Linked DNA regions of Mus musculus: regions 2 and 3 are each linked to region 1. Evidence: chromatin contacts called from public Hi-C and HiChIP or PLAC-seq data. All regions are on one chromosome and are shown on one strand. Each heading gives the region's core, a stretch centred on a gene start, on an enhancer-like site or on the middle of the called end of the contact. The rest is flanking DNA. Distances are from core to core; before and after follow the strand shown.

The links. A called contact is a pair of places that touch in the nucleus more often than the background predicts. HiChIP or PLAC-seq counts read pairs in DNA pulled down with a chosen protein or histone mark.
Region 2: a contact with region 1 is called in a Hi-C map of embryonic stem cells, with 1.8 times the contacts expected there. The contact joins the promoter of Olfr543 here to the promoter of Rhog in region 1. A contact is called at or near these places in 2 of 39 promoter capture datasets (cranial neural crest and embryonic stem cells), 2 of 484 Hi-C or Micro-C datasets (both in embryonic stem cells), 9 of 115 datasets of contacts at active chromatin or transcription factors (the SCID.adh cell line, bone marrow-derived macrophages, embryonic stem cells and 2 more) and 4 of 9 other capture datasets (adipose tissue, embryonic stem cells, liver and 1 more).
Region 3: a contact with region 1 is called in an H3K4me3 HiChIP or PLAC-seq map of embryonic stem cells, with 2.0 times the contacts expected there. The contact joins the promoter of Chrna10 here to the promoter of Rhog in region 1. A contact is called at or near these places in 4 of 39 promoter capture datasets (cranial neural crest, liver and macrophages), 5 of 484 Hi-C or Micro-C datasets (embryonic stem cells and fibroblasts), 5 of 115 datasets of contacts at active chromatin or transcription factors (bone marrow-derived macrophages and embryonic stem cells) and 4 of 9 other capture datasets (adipose tissue, embryonic stem cells, liver and 1 more).

What each region holds. Positions count from the first base shown.
Region 1 is chr7:102,248,384-102,251,843 of GRCm38.p6, forward strand. It overlaps Rhog (ras homolog family member G), which reads right to left and starts at 1,735. Exons shown (of 2, transcript NM_019566.3): 1 at 1,662-1,735.
Region 2 is chr7:102,476,259-102,479,718 of GRCm38.p6, forward strand. It overlaps Olfr543 (olfactory receptor 543), which reads right to left and starts at 1,644. Exons shown (of 1, transcript NM_001011782.2): 1 at 515-1,644. The coding sequence starts at 1,610. The coding sequence ends at 600.
Region 3 is chr7:102,114,899-102,118,358 of GRCm38.p6, forward strand. Chrna10 (cholinergic receptor, nicotinic, alpha polypeptide 10) reads right to left here and starts at 1,815. Exons shown (of 5, transcript NM_001081424.1): 1 at 1,359-1,815; 2 at 71-216. The coding sequence starts at 1,419. It also overlaps a transcript of Art1 not described here.

The DNA.
Region 1 (3,460 bases), core at 485-2,984:
GATACACATCAGAAAATGTAGATACCCAACCTCTGCAGTTCCCACCAAGCACCAGGGACGAAAGACAAACACCTTGCCTCACATCCCCTTCCTGATCAAAATTTAAAAACCAGTAGAGACTTAAGTTAGACTCGTAGCACTTTTCCCTCCAGAATCTTGCCTCTGCCCCCTTCCTTTTCCTAGCAGGCCAAATGGCCCAACCTACTCTCCCCACTGGTTGGAACCAGTAAGTGCTAGGAGACAGGAACCTTAAAGCTAGTTCCCCCTGACCCCCCTCCCACACAACACACCACTACACACACACTCCTAGGCTGCCTTCCTAAGAATCAGGGTAGTTTGATTTCCCATGGACTTTCTCACTAATCTTATTCTTGTGTCACCCAACCCTGCCTGCTACAGACTGCTTCCCCTTGCCTAACCACAGTGTCACCCACCGCAGGTTCCCTTCATTCTGCCGGCTTCTGCTCTGGGCCTTCTCAAGGCTGAGGGCAGTTATTTTGTCTCTAAGAGATAAAGAACACCAAAACTTGCATGTTCACGGGCGTGTGCACATGTTTAATCATCTCCATCATCGGGAGGTTGCAGCCAGCATCTCTAAGCTAAAGACGTTTGAAAAAGGCTCTCAAACTCAGCAAGTTTAAAGCAGTTTCTGACACCAAAGCTAGATTACAGACCAAGGGAAGGAGACGGACTGAGGGCGGCAGGGAAGATAGAAACAAAATGGGGAGATATGTGTGTGGTAGTCAGAGGCTGAACAACAGGCAGGGCAGGGTAAATGCGAGATCAGGGCCTGGGTACATCTATGTGGTTGGGGGAAGAGCCGGAAGGAGGCGAATGTGGTCGACACTATGGCGAATGTGGAAGACAGTATGGGGAGTTCAGGTGAGGGAGAAGACGTTAAGAGCTCTCAATCATTACCGAAAGCCAGTACTCCAGCTGCCTCTCAAAGTCATGGAAGTTGTCAGTGACTATCGGTATAGTGGCCCTTTCCTTCCTCAGTTTATCCTCAAAATAAAAAAGGCCAGATTGAGTCTGATAGACACAACAGACGTGTTCACTAAATACCCGCTGTTGTATGGGACAGGAATAAAGAGGTTGGCTCAGAAAAATACAGAGAGGGAATGGGGATTCCCCCACCGAGTCCTCAGCAGCAACAGTGTAGCAGCTATGGACTGGCTCCGACCTTCCCGGGTGAGACTTCAGAGGCCTCAGACACCGCCCCCCACCCCCAACCCCAGCCTCACAAATGTCACAACTGCAGAGCAGAGAGCGCGCCTTCTGCAGCCCAGAGGCCCTTTCCTTTCACACACTACTGAACAGCCCCACAACTTCTGAGGGCACCCCACCGCAGAGTCCCAGCCTCACAGCTCAGCGCTTTCCCACTTCCGAGCCTCTCACGGTTCGGATCTCAGTGGTCCCTCGCGGACAGCAGGAGCTCGCGCTGTCCCTCGGATCCCACCCTCAACCCGGCCACCAGCGATCGGGTCGCGGTGGCCGCTGTCCCCGCCCGGCCTGCCGCGCCCGCCCAACTTGCAGTGAACGAAAACCTCCCGCCCTCGGCCTCCCTCCTGCAAACTTCCCGGCTCCCGGGTACCCAGTCCGGGCCAGCTTGAACTCCTCTTCCCAGGACCCCTGCCCGACGGGCTCGACCCGGGCCTCACCTGGTGCCCTCCCCGCGGCGGGGGAGCTGGGGGCGGCGGCGGCGGCTCTGGGCTCAAGAAGGAAGTGAGAACTGGAGGCCGGAGGAAGTGGGGGGGTGGGGGCCGGGCCGGCAGGGCCGGGGCGGGGCGCGGGGGCGGGCCGGCCGGGGCGGGGCGGACTAGGAAGTCGGAGGCCTCCCCCACCCTCCAGCCTCGGGTTTTCTGCAAGCTTTGCCCTCCGCACAGTCCCGCACACCCTGCTTCTCTCCACTCTTCGCCCCGTGAGCCCTGAGACCCCTTGAGTCTGGCCTCTCAAGGTCAGGTCTCCCCGCTTTCACTTGGCATCTCCCCCCCACCCCCCAGCAGGGGCCCTAAGCTAGGCGCTGGGCATTTGTTCTCTTCCTAGTATCTCACTCCCCGCCCCGCAGCCTCCGCGGGAAGGCTGAGAAATGCCTTCCGCTCAGCCCGGGAATCTAGAGGTAGCCGCGGCTGGCTAGGGGTTAGCCGGAATGGGTCAGGCTGGGGCAGTCCCCACCCCTGCCCTGAGCCTTGGGAGAATGCTGGGTGGTGGTGATTCAGCAGTGGGAAGGTCCCAGACCCCTGGGGAGGGTGGGGAGACAGAGGTGGGGGGAGGGCAGCTGCCGTCAGCACCCCGGGAAAAGACGTGATCAGCAGAGATGCAGGCGGAGCCGCGCGGGCCCCCAAAACAGGATGTCGTGTCGTGGTTCCGCACCTCGCAGCTCCGCGGGGCCCTGGGGAGGGGGCGGGGCGTGGGAAGACGTGGGGCTCTTCTTGTTCCCTGATCTCGCCCTGGCGCGCGGCTGTTTGGAGCGGTAGGACCGCGCCCAGGCCTGAGGTCCGGCTTGGGCCCTGGAGACCGGCGAGTGGACGGCCTCGAGGGCGCCCTCTGGTGCTTCTAACCCAGGCCTTGGGCGCAGTTTTCCTGGAGAATCCACAGTCTTGATTCTTTTAACAACTTTCTGGGTGCTCTACCACGTGCAGAGCTCCGCAAGGTACAGTGAAAACAACACAAGATAAACACCCCGTCTTACAGAGGACCTCCAAATAAAGTGGATCAGGTCTGACAGGTAGTTTAATGTTTCCAAGTATCAGTTTTTTGTTTTGTTTTGTTTTGGTAAAATCAACAAAAAAAATTTCTCCACCCAGAGGATGTGAAGATTACAGAATAGGTATCCGTGCTGTGGTACTGTATAGAAAGTCAAGTTAGGACAATCAAACTCAGGCTGGTCAGTGACTGACTAAACGAGTGTTCTCAGATTCCAGAAGCCTGTTCTCATCGCACAGGCAGTTTGTGGACCCCTTACTTCTTCTTTGGCCCTTAGGCAAATTCCTCCCAATGGGAAGAGAATAAATTGGAGGGGCTAGGGGAAATTTGGGAGGGCAGAACTAGTGTTTGGTATTTAATGGGAAGAGGTTTGTGAGTCCCAAAAATAACAGGGTCCTTAAGTGAGGTTTGTAAATCCCCAAAATAACAGGATCAGATTCAAGTGACTTCAATGAAGCTATTAAAAATACGTTCCAAGCCAGGTGTGGTAGCACGTTTGTAATCTCAGCATTCCAGAGGTGGAGGCAGGAGGTTCAGAAGTTCGAGGCCAGCCTGGACTATATAAGACCTTACCTACCTTAATAAATAAAAAGTTCCCGAGTTCAAGGCCAGCCTGGTCTACATTCCAGGACAGCCAAGGCTACACAAAGAAACCTGGTCTAAAAAAAACAAAACAAACAAACAAACAAAAAAACAAAAAACAAGCAAACAAACAAACAAAAGCCCAAACAAAAAAAAGAAAAACCTGAAAAAA
Region 2 (3,460 bases), core at 394-2,893, 230 kb after region 1:
GGTATGACTTGACCTATTTGTGTGGTGTAAATGACATCCGGGGTTGTCGGGGTCTGTATGCTTGTGTTAAATTAGGAATCTCAGGCAAGGACTTTCCCTCATGTTCAGGACTAATAGGACTCTAGGATTAGCCCCAGGGTCACATGAAAATTCATGTCAAGTCTTAGGCTATATATGAGAGAGAGAGAGAGAGAGAGAGAGAAAGAGAGAGAGAGAGAGAGAGCTCTAAGGGAGGACCTGGACTTCATTTGCTTCAAACAGGGGAACAGGGGTTCAGGGCACATAATGAACTGTTTGACTTGCTCTGTATCTCCTAGTGAAGCTGTAGCTATCTTCAAATAGAATGAGCTTTTTTTTTTTTTTTAAGAGTTGGAAAGAAGACAAAATGACTTAGAAGGATAAATAAAAGCAGTTCTATTGTTGGGAGTGGTGGTGGTGTAAGTAGCAGAATGTTCTAAGAATTCAACAAGTCATAGCAGCAACAAGAGGATGCCATTGAACCGTACCGTGCTCAGGACCCACCCAGCCTGTTAGTACAGACCGTCCACTTCTTGTTCTCAGAGGGCGCAGCCCCAGCTTCTCAAGTTAAAAACCCCCTCTTACCCTGGCAAGTCCCTCTCCCCTCTCACATTCTGTGACTTCTCTCTGCTGTCTTGGGGTGACTGCATTCCACAGAGCATTTTCTCTATGTGTTGCCGGATCTCCTTAGTTCTCACCCCATAAATGAGAGGATTCAAGGCTCCTGGGAGCAGCAGGTATATGGCACTGAGTAGGTTCTGGACATCTTGAGACACAGTCTTGGCCACTCGAAAGACAATGGAAGTGGAAAGACCAGAAAGGTAGATGGTGAGGATGACCAGTAAGTGGGAGCCACAAGTGTGCAAGGCCTTGGCTCGGGCTCCTCCAGAAGAGATCCGGAAGGCTGCATAGATGATACGGGTATAGGAGGTTCCCAATAAGGCCAGATCAAAAGTCACAGTGACCAAACGCATAGCCAATCCCAAGCGGTTGTTGAAGGTCAGGTCTCCACAAGCGATGCTCAACAGTGCGATGTACTCGCAGGTGAAGTGTCTTATGACGGATGTCTTGCAGAATTGAGCTTTTGCAGTTAGTACCACTAGGGGCACTGCCACTCCTAGGCTCCGCGTTATCGCAAAAGTGGCCATCAGGCCCAGTAAGTGTGAGGTCATCAGGTCAGTATAGCGGAGTGGGTGGCAAATGGCCACATAGCGATCTAGAGCCATGGCCAGCAGGAGATTGTAGTCCAGAAGGAGCGTAAAGTAGATAAAGAACATTTGTGTGAGGCAGCCGCGGAGTGAGATGGGATTTGCATAATGCACAAAGCCTTCAAGCATTTTAGGCCTCACGGCTGTGGAGGCACAGATGTTGACAGCCAAGAGCAGAGCAATGAGCACGTACATGGGCTGGTGCAGACTCCTCTGGGCCACCACTGTATGAATGACTAAGGCATTGGCAGAAACGATGGACACATAGAGAAAGGTAAGAGGCAGGACCAGAAGGGGTCGCCCTTCCTGCAATCCAGGGAAGCCCACCAAGAGGAAGCTGCTGTAGGAAAGGTTGAAGATACTGGTATTTCCATCCTCACCCATTGACTTTGGTCCTGGGCTGGCACCAGGAGAGAAGATCAGGGGCTGTTAGAACAAAATGGTTATTTTAGGAGCCTGAGGCTCACATGATGGGAATCTACCTGGGGTGTGTGTGTTTGGGGAGCTCACAGATGAATAAGACATTTCTTGTTCTCAGGGAGCTCCTGTACAAGATATTTATTTTGGTATGTTATATGTGCATTCTTGTTGAGTTAAACAAGAGGTGTTTTCTTATTAATAAAACACAAAATTAAATGTAGTATATGAGAGGGGGAAAATGATGTTCGGAGATAAAACAAGGAAAGAAAAAAACAACTTTGGTTAGAAAGTATATAAAGAATCTTTGTCCCAAGGAGACTGGGAAGGACCCAAGTCAAAGTGGGGAGAAAGAAGCCAGCCAAGATCGGTGTGGTCTCACCTCTGTGCTCAATGTACACTGGCTAGGACAGAGGAAAGCAGCTGAGAAAACTGGGTTTCTTGGTTCAAAAGCACTAGGCTGCAGAGTCTGGTCCCTTTCTTAGCCCCTGTAGTCTGGCTGCAGCACCTGCCTGGCCTTGTCCTTGAGGCTTACTTTCCTTTACCAGTGTGAGTCCAGGGAGAGTCGGGAGTTCACCAGAGCTCCAAGCACAGAGCCACACAGACAGATAGATACACAAGCTTCCCTGAGGCTCTGCTTTGCTTGGGGGTAGATGGATGAGAAGCAGGAGGAGGCTGTACATGTAGGTTGGGCTTATTTGATAGTGATTGTATATCAGGAAATGTTCCAGATGTGTTCAAAAGTTAGCTGAGACTGGACTGGAGGCGTGGCTCAGTGGCTAAGAGCACTTAGTGTTCTTGCAGAGGATCCAGGTTCAATTCCCAGTACCCACATGATGGCTCACAACTGCTTGTAACGCCAACTCCGAGGGGTACAGGGCTCTCTTCTGAGCTCTGCAGGCCCCAAGTACACACAAAATACACAGGCATGCATGCGAGCAAGACACTCATACACATAACTAAATCTAGAATTAAAAAAAAAAAAGTCTTTTTTTTTTTTCTTCGAGGCAGGGTTTCACTGAATAGCTCTGGCTGTCCTGGAACTCACTCTGTAGACCAGGCTGGCCTTGAACTTAGAAATCTGCCTTGAACTCTGTCTTCCAAGTGCTGGGATTAAAGGCATGCGCCACCACTGCCCAGCCTCCCCCCCCCCCCATCTTCATTTTTATTAATGTTGTGTTATATGCCTTTAGATCCAGATCTCTGTGTGTTTAGACTAGCCTGTAGATAGTGAGTTACAGGTCAGCCAAGGCTACATAATGAGGCCCTGTCTAAAAATAAAATGAAATAAAAAAAAAGTAATTTTACTAAGAAGGAAACCAAGACATGGAGGGGCTAAAGTCTAGTTCAAAGTCACACAGCTCATAAATAACTGAGCTGGGCTCGCATCTGGGTAGTCACTACAGAGTGCTCTTTTCTCACGAGTTTAGGGTTTGCACCTTGTTGTGGTTTGCCTGGGTCTTGCTGGGTTTTAGAATCTGAGCTATGGCCAGGCATCCTCAGCAACTAGCCACCTCACTGCAGAAATGCTATCAACCCTGAAGATCAGAGAAGCCTCGGGAACTGTGGAGCAATTCAGGGATGCTCTCCTCCCTCTCAGCCAGGGCTTGCCTGGGCATGACCACACTCCCTCTGGATACCAGAAGAGGCATGCCTTTTAACAAACCCTCACAGCAGAGAGAATTCAGGAGGGGGTGGGTTTGGAATTTCCCTCACCCTGGGATGGCTTTCTGAATATTCCAGAGCATTGCTCTGGACAGCAGCTTTTGGAAGATCTGTCATTGTTTGAGTTGGGTGAGGACCAGACAGCCTTTGCG
Region 3 (3,460 bases), core at 565-3,064, 130 kb before region 1:
TAGGAAAAAGATCATTAGGAGATGGCCCTTCTTCCCTCGATTCACACATCCCACCACTACCATATCATACCATATCAATGATCTGAGACAACGTCACCTCCAGGGTCACATTTAGAGTCTGGTCTGTGTCTGCCACTGGTCTCAAGGCACTTGTATAGTTGGCAAACAGGTCACGAAACAGCTTGTGAGCCAGTCTACCCTCAGCTCCCAGGCACTCTAGAGGGTGAATGAGAATTTGACTGTCATCCAGCGGTCTCTGTTCACATCTATCACCCCCCAGCTAGAGCCTTGTCACCTGTTCCGTGGTCTCACACATTTTTGATGCTCTGTGCCATTTACTCATATGTCTTCAGAAGCCAGAGGAGAGGACTGGGTTTCTGGCTTTATCACTTTCTACCCTGTTCTCTTGAGACAGGGTCTCGCACTGAACTTGCAACTTGCCGTTTTTTTCAGCTAGTCTGGTTGGCCAGCAATCCCAGCAATCCTCCTGGCTCAGGTTCCTACAGCACTGTGGTTATAGGTGTTTGAGGCCACACCTGACCTTTTTTTTAAATTAGGGATTTTCTTCATTTACATTTCAAATGCTATCCCAAAAGTCCCCCATACCCTCCCCCCCCCACCCCTCCCACTTCTTGGCCCTGGCGTTCCCCTGTACTGAGGCATATAAAGTTTGCAAGACCAAGGGGCCTCTCTTCCCAATGATGGCCGACTAGGCCATCTTCTGCTACATATGCAGCTAGAGATACGAGCTCCGGGGGTACTGGTTAGTTCATATTGTTGGTATTAGCCCAGAAGCTTAGAATACCCAAGATACAAGATACAATTTGCAAAACACATGAAATTCAAGAAGAACGAAGACCAAAAAAGAGTGGACACTTTGCCCCTTCTTAGAATTGGGAACAAAACACCCATGGAAGGAGTTATGGAGACAAAGTTTGGAGCTGAGACGAAAGGATGGACCATCTAGAGACTGCCATTCCCGGGGATCCATCCCATAATCAGCCTCCAAAAGCTGATGCCATTGCATACGCCAGCAAGATTTTGCTGAACGGCCCCTGATATAGCTGTCTCTTGTGAGGCTATGCCGGTGCTTGGCAAACAGAAGTGGATGCTCACAGTCAGCTATTGGATGGAACACAGGGTCCCCAATGGAGGAGCAAGAGAAAGTACCCAAGGAGCTAAAGGGGTTTGCACACCTGACTTTTTACAGTTACTTCTCCCCCACTCCCATCTTCAGCACCCTCTCCTCCACATTCCCCAGATAGCTTGCTCTCAGCAGGCACTGAAGAGAAGGGTAGGGACTGGAGGCTTGTGGTGGACAGGAATAATGGCGGTGTCAGATAGACCTGGTTCATTACCTGCAGGGAGAAAGAGCAGGAGCAGAAACCCAGGACCCAGGTGGTGGCTCCTGGTCCCCATGTCGCTACCACAGCCAGAGGGTGGGCAGGTCTTGAGGAGATGTAAAGCAACAGGCCCTGCTGGCACGGATGAGGTGGACAGTACCTGGAAACCAGAGATTGCGGCTTTCCTTCTGGTCTCCTGTTTGCACCTGCCTGCAGTACTATACCTGGTCCTTGTACCTGCAGTTTCTCCTTTGCTCTTCACAGCCTCTCTGGCTCCATCTTCCGTCCCTTTCCATATGACTAGTGCCGTCTTTTACCTCTCTGTCTCAATTTGCTTTCTTCCTCTGTAATGGTCTTGGTTTCTGTTTTCTTTCCTCTCTCCCCCTTTCTTCTCCTCTTACAGCACCTCAAACCCCCCTTCAATCCATTCCCTGTACCTGGGCTCTGAGCAAGCCTGCTGCTCTCAGCAGAATAGGGCCAGGAACTCGTATCAGGGTTTGAGGCACTGGAGAGCACCCCTCTTCCACTGACTTCTTTTAGCTTAATTGCAGGGTTGGCATACTGGTGCCCATGGGAACAGAACAACTGAAACTGACACCTGAGGGTGCTGGGTCCTAAATTATTCAAATTGTGTAACTCAGAGTCCTGGGGGTTGGGAAGGTTTAGAGATGCCAGGATCTGAAAGTGCAAAACATTATGCTCTAAAGGTATATGGGGCTGAGGCCTGTGAATGAGAACTGTACCTGCCCCCCCCCCCCCCCAGCTCAGCTACATTCCTTGAATTCTAGAGGCTCCTTTTCCTCTCAGTAAGGGACTGGACACCTTAGACTCAGGGGTTTTGTCCAGCTAAGCTCTGCCGTCTTCATGGGAGTGAGCTGAGTCAGACCACTTCACATGGCTCTGTGAAGCATTTCCTCAGTTCTTGTCGTGTTTCCAGGCTGATACTCTACCCAGTGCCTAAATACTGCGGACGGGTGTGAGGGGCTGATCAGGGTTAGGGGGAAGGGTAGGGATTAGCAGATAAAGGGTCACAGTGAGGATTATTCGGTCAGAAGACTTACACTTTAGAATGACCACGGACTTCTGCCTCCACCTCCCAAATATTTGGATTATAATTATGTGCTCGGCTTCCAGTTTATGTGCTGCCTTTTTTTTTTTTTTTTTTGGTTTTTCGAGACAGGGTTTCTCTGTGTAGCCCTGGCTGTCCTGAACTCACTTTGTAGACCAGGCTGGCCTCGAACTCAGAATTTGCCTGCCTCTGCCTCCCAAGTACTGGGGATTAAAGGTGTGCGCCACCACCGCCCGGCATGTGCTGCCCTTTTAGTCCCAATTAGTCAAGGATCACCTTGCACCCCTGCCTCTCCTGCCTCCACTTCCCACGTGCTGAGATGCAGGCAGGCAGGCATCACCATGCTCAGCTTATGTAGTATTGGCTTCTGAACCTAGCTTCCTGCCTGCTAGGCAAGCAACAGTGAACTACAGCCCAGCCTTCCTTTTTTTTCCCTAACTTGTCCTAAGAGCAAGTATTCCAGTTGGGCATGGTGGCACACGCCTTTAATCCCAGCACTCGGGAGGCAGAGGCAGGTGGATTTCTGAGTTCGAGGCCAGCCTGGTCTACAGAGTGAGTTCCAGGATAGCCAGGGCTACACAGAGAAACCCTGTCTCAAAAACCAGCAAGTATTCCCCATACCAATAATCCTTAATGCCGCTAAAACCACGAGCTGGAGCACATTCTTTTTGAAACACCTTTGGCATAAGAAAGTCAAGAATTCTCTGGCAGAAGCCTGGCCATTCTGAGTCAGCGTGGAGGGAGGTTTGCAAACTAATCAACTCCTGACATCAGGGATTGAAGACTCAGACAAAGCAGACCCTCTCTGTTCTTTTATCCTCCAATTCTATGATGTTGCGGAAGTCTTTGGTTTAAACCTGGAATTTGCTCGATCCTCGGTTCAACAATTAGACACAAGTAGACTTGAATTCTCATTGGATACTCCAAGAGGCCTGTGTGAAGCAGCCAGTTGAGGAATCATCGCTACCTTAGAAAGCAGTGACTCCTGGTTTAAGAACCTCCAGTACAGAGCAGGCTTTGAATAGAAAAGTATATTCAGGGCCGGGCA